Regions from separate parts of the Sus scrofa genome. Here regions 2 and 3 are each linked to region 1. Evidence: chromatin contacts called from public Hi-C data. All regions are on one chromosome and are shown on one strand. Each heading gives the region's core, a stretch centred on a gene start, on an enhancer-like site or on the middle of the called end of the contact. The rest is flanking DNA. Distances are from core to core; before and after follow the strand shown.

What was found. A called contact is a pair of places that touch in the nucleus more often than the background predicts.
Region 2: a Hi-C map of liver shows a contact between it and region 1, with 10 times the contacts expected there. The contact joins the promoter of BHMT here to the enhancer-like site in region 1. A contact is called at or near these places in 3 of 5 promoter capture datasets (fetal liver and liver) and 11 of 47 Hi-C or Micro-C datasets (embryonic fibroblasts, epiblast stem cells, fetal liver and 3 more).
Region 3: a Hi-C map of liver shows a contact between it and region 1, with 2.9 times the contacts expected there. The contact joins two enhancer-like sites. A contact is called at or near these places in 21 of 47 Hi-C or Micro-C datasets (adipocytes, alveolar macrophages, brain and 12 more) and 1 of 2 datasets of contacts at active chromatin or transcription factors (skeletal muscle).

What each region holds. Positions count from the first base shown.
Region 1 is chr2:87,827,214-87,830,660 of Sscrofa11.1, reverse strand. It overlaps DMGDH (dimethylglycine dehydrogenase, mitochondrial), which reads left to right. Exons shown (of 15, transcript XM_021084481.1): 10 at 1,410-1,575; 11 at 2,036-2,166. Among named protein-coding and RNA genes, the nearest start is that of BHMT2, 38 kb to the left of the region's middle. Within about 2 kb of position 1,505, at least 2 of the 83 cell types and tissues checked have an H3K27ac peak or open chromatin away from gene starts, as enhancers often do. A contact at or near this core is called in fetal liver and liver, where this site is marked.
Region 2 is chr2:87,909,189-87,912,797 of Sscrofa11.1, reverse strand. BHMT (betaine--homocysteine S-methyltransferase) reads right to left here and starts at 1,705. Exons shown (of 8, transcript NM_001200042.1): 1 at 1,596-1,705. The coding sequence starts at 1,628.
Region 3 is chr2:87,935,903-87,939,279 of Sscrofa11.1, reverse strand. No RefSeq gene overlaps it. Among named protein-coding and RNA genes, the nearest start is that of BHMT, 26 kb to the right of the region's middle. Within about 2 kb of position 1,564, at least 30 of the 83 cell types and tissues checked have an H3K27ac peak or open chromatin away from gene starts, as enhancers often do. A contact at or near this core is called in liver, where this site is marked.

The DNA of each region.
Region 1 (3,447 bases), core at 256-2,755:
TTTTGCTTATTTAAATGTCTACTTTAAGATCGATCTAAATAGTCCAAAATAGAGGGCCAGTTGCTGATTAATGAATTTGGACTCTGTAGTCAGCCAGTAGAGATTACTTGGGGACAAACTCGTAGTCTGGTTTTTCCTAAATTGCTCAGATACATGCCAGGTCTGTTGTTCACCTTGTGCTAGTTGAATCTGGGCTGTTTCTTCTGCTATTTAATAATTAAACCACTGAAAACTCATTTTGCAGACTTAGCATCCTGCTCTGAAGTTCAAATACCACATTAAAAGTCCACTCTGTAGAGTAGCAAGGACCTTGCATAAGGAGTCAAGAGACCTTTGTTCCAGGCCCAGCTCTGTCAGTAATTAATGCAAAGGCCTTGGAAGTCACTTTGTGCCTTATCTCTGAAAAATGAAGATGTTGGACGAGGTCCTTGCTTATTTACTTCAGGCGTGGACCAGCATGAGCTTCACCTGGGAGCCTGTTAGGGTGTGGCATCTAGGGCCCCAAACCTGCTGCATCGGAATCTTCATCTCAACAAGTGCAAGTGATGTATTTGCATAAATGTTTGAGAAGCACTGGACACGATAGCTGTACCCCTCATATATTGTGATTTAATTATGTCCAAACAATTAGTATTTTGAAAATACTCCCTCAGAAGTTTCCTTTGGGGCTCAGTGGTTAAGGAACCTGACTAGGATCCATGAGAATGCAGGTTTGATCCCTGGCCTCACCTAGTGGGTTAAGAATCTGGCGTTGCGGTGAGCTGTGGTGCAGGTCGCAGACGAGGCTCGGATCCCGTGTTGCTGTGGCTGTGGTGTAGGCGGGTGGCTACAGCTCCAATTCAGCCCCTAGCCTGGGAAACTCCATATGCCATAGGTGCAGCCCTAAAAGGCAAAAAAATAAAAAACAGTCCTCCAGGTGATTCTAATATGTAACCAAGGTTGAAAACCACCTGCCTGGTTGACTTCTAAGCTCTTTTTCAGATCTGAGAGCCCACGTGCCTATCTTTTTTTGGTTAATGAATACTTCATTCACTATGAAATGGGTCAAGGGATAGATGAATATCTTTAAAAATCATATTCCAGGGAGTTCCCATTGTGGCGCAGAGTAAACAAATCCGACTAGTATCCATGAGGATGAGGGTTTGATCCCTGGCCTTGCTCAGTGGGTAAAAGGATCCAGCGTTGCTGTGGCTGTGGCATAGGCTGGCAGCTGTACCTCTGATTCGACCCCTAGCCTGGGAACCTCCATAGAAAAAAAAAATCATATTCCAACATATATGTATGATTTGCAGAACAGGTGGCATCTTGTTCCCTAAATGAAATTTTCTAGATAAATAGGGCTCGTTCAAATATCCTGTAATTTTCTGAAACTGAATGACCCCTGCTTCATGACAAACACTGTGTTTCAGGCCAAGTTTTCGCCGCACAAACTGGTTTGAGCCTGTGGGCTCAGAGTATAAACAGGTTATGCAAAAAGTAGGGGTGATTGACCTGTCACCGTTTGGCAAATTTACCGTCAAAGGCCAAGACTCCGTTAGGTTGTTGGACCATCTCTTTGCCAATGTCATTCCCCAGGTAAATAACTTTGTAGATTACAAGGTCCAGGGTTCTGGTCTGTTTACTTCTCTGTCCTCTCATTTTCAGAAAACCAATATGTTATTTCAATCCACTGAAGGATTTCTGTCTGAACATCAGAACTCTTTACCTGACCACGGGTATTCTGGCTAATTTTCAAATGTAAAATTTTTGTGGAATGAATTATCATCCAAAGACCTTAGGGCCTTGCTTTATTGTGTCAATGGAAATTGTGCAATTGGCTGAATTTTATGACAAGTAATTATAGTGATCATTTCACCTGAAAACTTTAAAATTAATATTGGGTTCAAATTTACAGATTGTTCACACAATTGATGTAAATGATAAGATTGAGAGGTTTCTCACTGTTGACACCCACATTTAAATTTTCAGGTGGTATTAAAAGGACACCTAAGATTTTTTATTTCATCCCGAGGTAATTTAAAATTCTTTTGTGTAGGTGGGTTGTACAAATATAAGTCACATGTTAACACCAAAAGGTCGAGTATATGCTGAGTTGACTGTTTCTCACCAGTCTCCTGGGGAGTTTCTATTAATAACCGGCTCTGGATCAGAACTTCATGATCTTAGGTAAGTAATCAGCTAGTAATAAAATTTTATATGGATTTTATACTGGCCCAGTCTTGCATGGAGGTTTTCTTTTACCAGTAATGGAAAGTACAACTTTGGATTTCCCGTCATAGCTCAGCAGAAACGAACCTGACTAGTATCCATGAGGATGCAGGTTCAATCTCTGGTCCCACTCAGTGGGTTAAGAATCGGCATTGCTGTGACCTGCAGTGTAGGTCATAGATATGGCTTGGATCTGGCGTTGCTGTGGCTGTGGTGTAGGCAGGCAGCTGCAGCTCCAATTCAACCCCTAGCCTAGGAACTTTCATATGCTGTACCTGTGGCTCTAAAAATAAAGTGCAACTTTAATTCTGTTTTTTTGTCTTTTTGTCTTTTTAGGGCTGCACTCGCGGCATATGGAGGTTCCCAGGCTAGGGGTCTAATCAGAACTACAGCTGCCAGCCTACACCACAGCCACAGCCACGCAGGATCTGAGCCGAGTCTGTGACCTTCACCACAGCTCATGGCAACGCTGGATCCTTAACCCACTGAGTGAGGCCAGGGATCGAACCTGCAACCTCATGGTTCCTAGTCGGATTTGTTTCCACTGTGCCACAACGGGAACTCCTACAACTTTAATTCTTAAACCTTAGTGTTTTAAATAAACGTCATGTCTTTATAGGAAATTATTTGAAGTGAGGGCCTCTGTCCCTATCTCCCTCCAAAAAGTGATCCATCCTTAGGGTTCATTGGTTCTAGTAATAATAACTTTCATTTATTAGGCATCACCAATATATCAGAACCCTTTCTACATATTATCTAAAGAAATTATTTTAACGGATATGTCTGCAAAGTATATATTATTCCCATTTTCAGATGAGGAAACTGAAGGTTGGCTTAAAGGAACTTGCTCAAGCTAGTCTTTTTTTTTTTTTTTTTCCTGTTTTCTTTTTAGGGCTGCACCTGAAGCATGTGGAAGTTCTCAGGTTAGGGGTCGAATTAGAGCTGCAGCTGCCAGCCTACACCACAGCCACACCATGCCAGATCCATGCTGTGTCTGTGACCTACACCATAGCTCGCGCCCTGAGCCAGGTCAGGGATCAAACCCACATGGACGCTATGTCGGGTTCTTAATCTGCTGAGCCATAAGGGAAACTCAGGTCAGTCTTTTTGATGGGGATGCCCATATTTGGTCCACTTCCGTGAGCTGCCTCCCTCGGTTTTCTTCCTTTTTCATATCTAAATTGTTGACCTGCCGCATTGATCCCTCCCTTGAATCTTTAGTCTACAATTTAGTCACCT
Region 2 (3,609 bases), core at 456-2,955, 82 kb before region 1:
CCTCGCTCAGTGAGTTAAGGATCGGTGGTTGTGGTGAGCTGTAGTGTAGGTCGCAGATGCAGCTTGGATCCTGCATTGCTGTGGGTGTGGTATAGGCTGGCAGCTACAGCTCCGATCTGACCCCTAACCTGGGAACCTCCATATGCTGGAGGTGCGGCCCTAAAAAGACACACACACACACACACAAAGTATAGACATGTTATTATCCATGTTTTAACAGTGACAAAGCATGCAAATAAGGTTACCAAAGAAACTTTTTTTCCTTCCCATCTTATGTCCATCTGTTGTTAAAATAATCTTTTTAAATGTTTGATTTTCTAAGTTTGAGTTTGGGGAGTGGGTTAGAATCTATGGCTATGAAAATGTGGCCAAACCAAAAAAAAAAACTTTTTTAAAACTCTATGGGAATCATCCTTTCCAATCTACATCAAGTGTTCTTTTAGTAGATGTATGTCATTGGATCCACCTAATCAATTGTTTTTCCTTGTGTGGAGATCTCTTTAATTTGAGGCATGGTCATTCCTTTAGAAACTAGGTACAGTCCGTTTCTAAAGGGATGGTTGGTAATGAATTTCAGAGCCGGGTCTGCCTGCACTGTCCTTACAGCTGAAGGGGAACAGGTGGCCTGGCCCGGTCTTCTTCCCTGCCATTTCCTGGGCCTCGGTCCGCCAGGGTTGGGGCTGGGTGCTTTGACACTCAAGGGCCAAGCAGACTCCCTCCTTCCTCCGTTGTCCTTCTCCTCTCCTCCCAACCATTGTCCTATTATCAGTGCGTCTATCCATCCATCGCCACCCTCCCACCCCCACCCGTCCCGCCTCCTACATCCCTACAACCAGAGGAAGGCCCAGAGTCTGGACTTAAAACATTCGTCCCAAGAGTAGGGTGGGCTTGCTACTGGGCTTTTGTTTTTAAAACTTAACAGCCCTACCTCAATATTTTACGGCCACGATGCTCATTTTTTTCTAGAACTATCTTTTCGAGGCCCACACGGTGCATTTTTCTGTTATCGCTGAAACCCAGCTGCAGATGAAAACTTACCATCGCCCGACCAATGCCAGAGCCTTAGCGCTGCAGCGGGGCGGGCTGGTGGGCGCATCGAGGACCCTGCAGGTAGGGAGCCCGGAGACCGGCGGTGCCCGCCAGAAACCGTCGGAGCGGAGCCGGGGCGCGAGCTTCCCTGCCTGGCACACGCAGGGCACTGAGGGGCGCGCGTGCAGCGGCACGGGCACAGACCCGGAGAGGTCCTGGCGCGCAGCAGGGCGACCCCGGGTCCCACTGCCATGGGGGAGGGAAGTCGTCCCTGTGGGTCTAGGAGCTGCATCTTGCAGGCGTGCTCTGGTCTTGGCGTATGGGTCTCAAGACGTTGGGAGAATCGGAGATTTGGTGGCGGGCGCCTGGGGTTCGGGGTCACATAGCTCTAGGGGGCGCTCTGGACGTGGAACGGGAGTAGGGGCTCAGAGGCGCCGTGGGGTCCCGCAGCCGAAGTTGCAGGGCTCCCACTGGGCTTGCCGAGGCTGGGATGCCCGCTGGTGGGTCAAAACCCAGAGCCTCGGCCGGCCAGGACCGAGGACACCCTCGGGTCCCTGCAGACTCACCTTCTTGGCCTTTTTGTCCCCAACCGGAGCCATATTCGAGGTGTCCGGATGGTACTCGAAAACGGATTTGGATTGGAACCGACGAGGTTTCCCTTTCGAAGCCTGCAGCTGCCCAGCGGCGGCAGCGGAGCTCTTTATACCTGCAGCTCTCACGCGGTAGGTTTCCCCAGCCTCCCCGCGGTCCAACGCGGGCCTCCGGCAGGGAACACGCCCCCCAGCCTTTTATCCTGGCTCCTCTGGAATCGGCCTCCTGAGGGAGTGATCGAGATTATTCTTGCAAATAGGTGAACTCGTCCAGAAGTAAGTTAAGAAGAAAAAAACAAGTAGGTTGCCATCTGCTCGGGTTTCAGCTCTACCTGTGCCCACCCCTCTTTTCTTCTCGAGGAGAAATCCTGATGTACTCCTCCTTGCCTGGGATCCTGTTACCATTACTTAGGTTGCCAGACCAGGCCCCTAAAAACGCCATCCAATGCCCAAATATTTGTCAAAGGCCGAGGATACAAGATTCTTGAACGAGGAGGCCATGCCCTGGAAGAACTTCAGCCTAAAGTGTGACCTCTGTGATTATACGTCCAGTGGTTATGGATTCGAACAAAATATGGCCTTTACAGAAAAGTCTGATACTGACCCTGCATTAGTGCATGTGTTCAAAATGACCTTCTCCCCTTAAGTCCAAACATGCCTTGTACTTTCTATCAATATCTTTGCAACATTTAACAAAGACAAACACTTCACCTTTGTATATGACAGTGGAAATGTACTTTAGCGATGTCAAACATTCAGTGTGAAACTGTCTAAAAATGTACAGGCATTTGAGAAACTGGAAGGAAATAGAAATGTTAACAGCAGTTATCTGTTGATGGTAGAGTTAGGTCTTTTATTTTCTTCATTGTGTTTTACTGTATTTTCCTGAAATCTCTTTACAGTGAAAATACATTGACTTTAAAATAATGAAAATATTGCTTTTAAAATGTACAACATAATAGAAAGTACCCTAGAGAACAATTTAAAAATATGAAATAGAGTTCAGAAACTGTTGTCCAAATACACAAAAGCACATAAGGAAGTTTTTGTATGTGGAACAATAGCCTCTATTTTAACAAATGCAAGGAAAGAAATTACTGTAGCAAACGATGAATTAATACAAACTTTGTTGCTAAAATTATGTGCAGTTGAAACTGAGAAGTAGAAAAGTCCTTTTGCTTCAGGTAATTGTCAGGTTTGAAGTAGGAAAAAAAATAGGAAGGTTGATGGATGCATATATTATAATTCAAATGATCTATTATTTCACTTGTCCACCAAGACTGAGGCATGAGGTAATGTAGGCATCCTTCACAGTGCCTAGACTTTATACCATGAAAGCTTTGGAGTATCTGAGTAGGTAACAGCTAAGTTACTTAACGCGTTAACTGCTTATACTATTAACCTGGTGAACACTGGTGAGACAAAGAGGTTCAGAGTGAGCCCAGGTATAGCTGCATAGAACAGTTGCAGTGGTGGATACCAGGCGCTAGGGGGCGGTATCAGGGCTCCCATAGTCAAAAACTGAAAGCCGACACTGTCATTTTCATAGTTCATCCAAATTTAGTAAAACTTAGGAGCGATTTTAAACTAGCAGCACTTAAAAAAATGAATTGAAAATTTTTAGTACGTTAATATAGACACATGGCAAAAATATGAAAAATCTTTCTCTGGCTGCTGTTCCCAGGTCAAGTCCTGCCTGGAGGTAACCACTATTTCCTGTTCTGTTCTCCTAGACTAGGCATGTCTAAATGTATACATGTATAGATAAGGATTTGTATTTAAATGTAGAAAATTTAGTTTATTTAGTTACTTTTCCACCTTCACTTTTTTTTTTTTTTTTCCTTTTAGGGCCATACCGAAGGTCCCAGGCTAGGGGTCCAATCCAAGCTGCGCCCGCCCGCCTGTGCCTGTGCCACAGCAATGCCAAGATCTGAACCCTGACTGTGACCTACACCACAGCTCAGGGCAACTACCAGATCCTTAACCCACT
Region 3 (3,377 bases), core at 315-2,814, 110 kb before region 1:
TTGAGTCTGCTGTCAGTGTAGCCAGGGGAATAATGAATAAACTATGAAGTCTTCTGGAAACATACTACCGGTGGCACTTGGTAAATATTTGTTGACAATGAGGTGGCTAATGCTCCTGTGCACCGTCCAGTTAGAAACACATAAAATTGTGAAGTTTTTTAAGCAAGGTCTTAGAGATTTTGTTATCTTCCAGATGAGCAAATCGAAGCTCAGAGAAGCGGGGTGAGGTATCCAACATTGCAAAGTGAGGTAGGGACAAGCTTTGCACCCCAAATTCCTGATTCGAAATTCATTCATTGCTTTTTCTCAATTCATTCATGGCTTTTTCTACAATGTTGCACTAGGGTTTTGGGGGACGATGGCTGCGTTCCACTAAGCCTGTTCATGTGTTGAGGCATTAACTTTTGCAAAGAACACTAAAATGTCATTAAGTCAAAGTAATTGGCAGGATGATGGCCAGGCTGACCTGGGGGGAAAGTTTGAACTGTTTCCAAAGACACTCAGCCTTTTCCTTTCAAGGCCATGTAGTAAATTGGAACAAAAAAACCCTCAAGGAGTTCCCGTTGAGGCTCAGTGGTTAACGAATCTGACTAGGAACCATGAGGTTGTGGGTTAGATCCCTGGCCTTGCTCAGTGGGTTAAGGATCCGGCATTGCCCTGAGCTGTGGTGTGGGTCGCAGACGCTGCTTGAGTCCCGCGTTGCTGTGGTTCTGGCGTGGGTCGGCAGCTACAGCTCCAATTTGACCCCTAGCCTGGGAACCTCCATATGCTGCAGGAGCAGCCCTACAAAAGGCAAAAAGACAAAAAAATAAATAAATAAACCCGCAAAATGGGGCCAAATAGAGGGTCTCGCTGAACCTGCTTGAAGGAACAAATAGGAATAATTTTACTCGGTACATTAGCAGTTTGCCTCTATGGGATGATGCAAAAAATATTTGAGACATCGGGCCAAATCAATTTCTGTTAAAAGCGTGCTGCATGTTTCCCCGGAAAACATACTTCCTGTAAAAATTTACATAAGAGCACCTCTCTCAGTCAAACCCTGAGATAAAAATGATGGTGTGTAGAATTTGGCGGCATGTAAATTAACCTCTTGTGTCTGGCTGTGCTCGAATGGTTGGGCATGATTTCTGAAGCTCACAGCAGCACAGATGCTGACATGTGTCTCTCTCACCTCCCATCCCTTCTTTTGTCGTCCATCTAAGGCCAACAGAATGCCTCCAGCTGCTTGAAAACGGGAAGCGTTTTCTGGCTGCTCTTTTCCCCTCACTCCCACCAGTTTTTGCCAAATGACCCTGCCCTTCCTGTCACCATCTGTGCGAAGGCTCTGTGTTTGGCCGCCTTTCAGTCATTTTCTGTTCAAACACCAACCCTGCATTTGTTCCTGAAGCTGTTTAGAAACACGGGGCCTGGGTGTCTCTCACTGCAGTTGAACACGCTATCAGACGGTTTCTTGGGCTCCTCTGTTTTTCTCTCTTCACATGGACTCCTTCCTCCTGGACTGTGCGAGCATCAGGATTGTCTGCCTGGCAAGTAACACATGGAAGGTTCCGGACTGGCTGAGGGGATGTTACTAACAGGGAGGCTATTCCGGAAATGCACTCAGCTGGCCCATGTGCTCAAAGCTGGGGAAAATGATCTCTGGGAAAGAAAAACAAAAAACAATAAAAAACCCCAAACAGGATCTGGTTGGAGACAGATAAGGCTTTTGTTGCTGGCTGAGTTGTTCAGGATGTGATTCAAAGATCCATGTATCTTAGGGAAAAACTGGTCCAAAGAAAGAGAGCTACAGATATTTCTGCCATTTAATGTTACAGTTTGTTCAGATGGTCTTGCTGAAGTTCAAAGCAAAATAGAGCGTCTCTGGCCTTCCCAGCTGGTGACTTGCTGCCCCCTTCTGGAGAAGTTGGGAACTGACGCTTTTGATCCCTTCCTGTCCAGTCTGTCTCCATTACAGCTCTGCGTTGGCAAGGTTCCTTACTACACTGTGAATAAGTATAAGGTCATAAATTGCAAACAGTTTATTCTTTGAGTTTACATTGACTTGGCAGGAAGATACACTCGGTTTTGTGAATGATCTGTCTTGGTTCCACTCTCCTTCTTCAAATGATAAGCTAAAGCCATCTTTGCTGGCAGCCGTGGACTAAGAAGCCCTTCTTCACTTGGTGTCCTGCCCCAGTAATCTCATCTTTAAAAGAGAGTTAGGGAGTTCCGTTGTGGCGCAGCGGAAACGAATCTAACTTGTATCCATGAGGATGTGGGTTCGATCCCTGGCCTTGCTCAGTGAGTTGGGGATTGCTGTTGCTGTGGCTGTGGTGTAGGCTGGCAGCTGTAGCTCCAGTTCGACCCCTAGCCAGGGACCTTCCATATGCCACAGGCGCGGCCCTAAAAAGCAAAAAGTTTGGACTCGATCTCTAAAATCTCTCTGGCTTGCATTCTGTAAAAATACCTTTGCCATTGAGAAATGTCCACTTAACACAAAGAAACATGTAGGTACTGAGTGAGGCTCGTATTTTAGTGAACAAGATTTCTGGAAATGAATTCATTTATTTGGTGGAGAGGCTGAATTTCAAAAAATTTTTGCAAAATATGGAAATATGCCACTAGGAGGCAGTGTTGACATATAATTTCATTGCAGTGTATCCACTAAGTTTAGTTTTGAGGGAGATATTTAAAAATTTTTTATTATTGATTTACAATGTTGTGCCAATTTCTGCTGTAAAGCAAAGTGACCCTGTCATTCATATATATATATATCTATATATATATATAAATTCCCTTATCTTATATTATCTTCCATCATGGTCTATCCTAAGAGACTCGATATAGCTCCCTGTGCTGTCCAGGAGGAACTCATTGCTTATTCATTCTTTTTTCTTTTGTTTTGTTTTGTTTTTTTTGTCTTTTTGCCTTTTCTAGGGCCCCTTCCCGCGGCATATGGAAGTTCCCAGGCTAGGGGTCTAATCAGAGCTGTAGCCACCGGTCTACACCACAGCCACAGCAGCGTGGGATCTGAGCCATGTCTGTGACCTATACCACAGCTCACAGCAATGCTGGATCCATAACCCACAGAACAAGTCCAGGGATCGAACCTGCAACCTCATGGTTCCTAGTCGGATTCGTTAACCACTGAGCCACGACAGGAACTCCCATTCTAAATGTAAGAGTTTGCATCTGTTAACCCCAAACTCCCAGTCGGTCACACTGCCTTCCCGCTACCCCTTGGCAATGGAAATTTTTTTTTTTTTTAATCAAAGGGTATAAGAATGACTAGAGGTTACGGTGTTTTGTATGGCAATAAAAGCTCTGAAAAGAATATTAACGGGGCATGCATCCTACACAATAGCAGAGAAATAGATCGAGTAAAGTTTCTATCA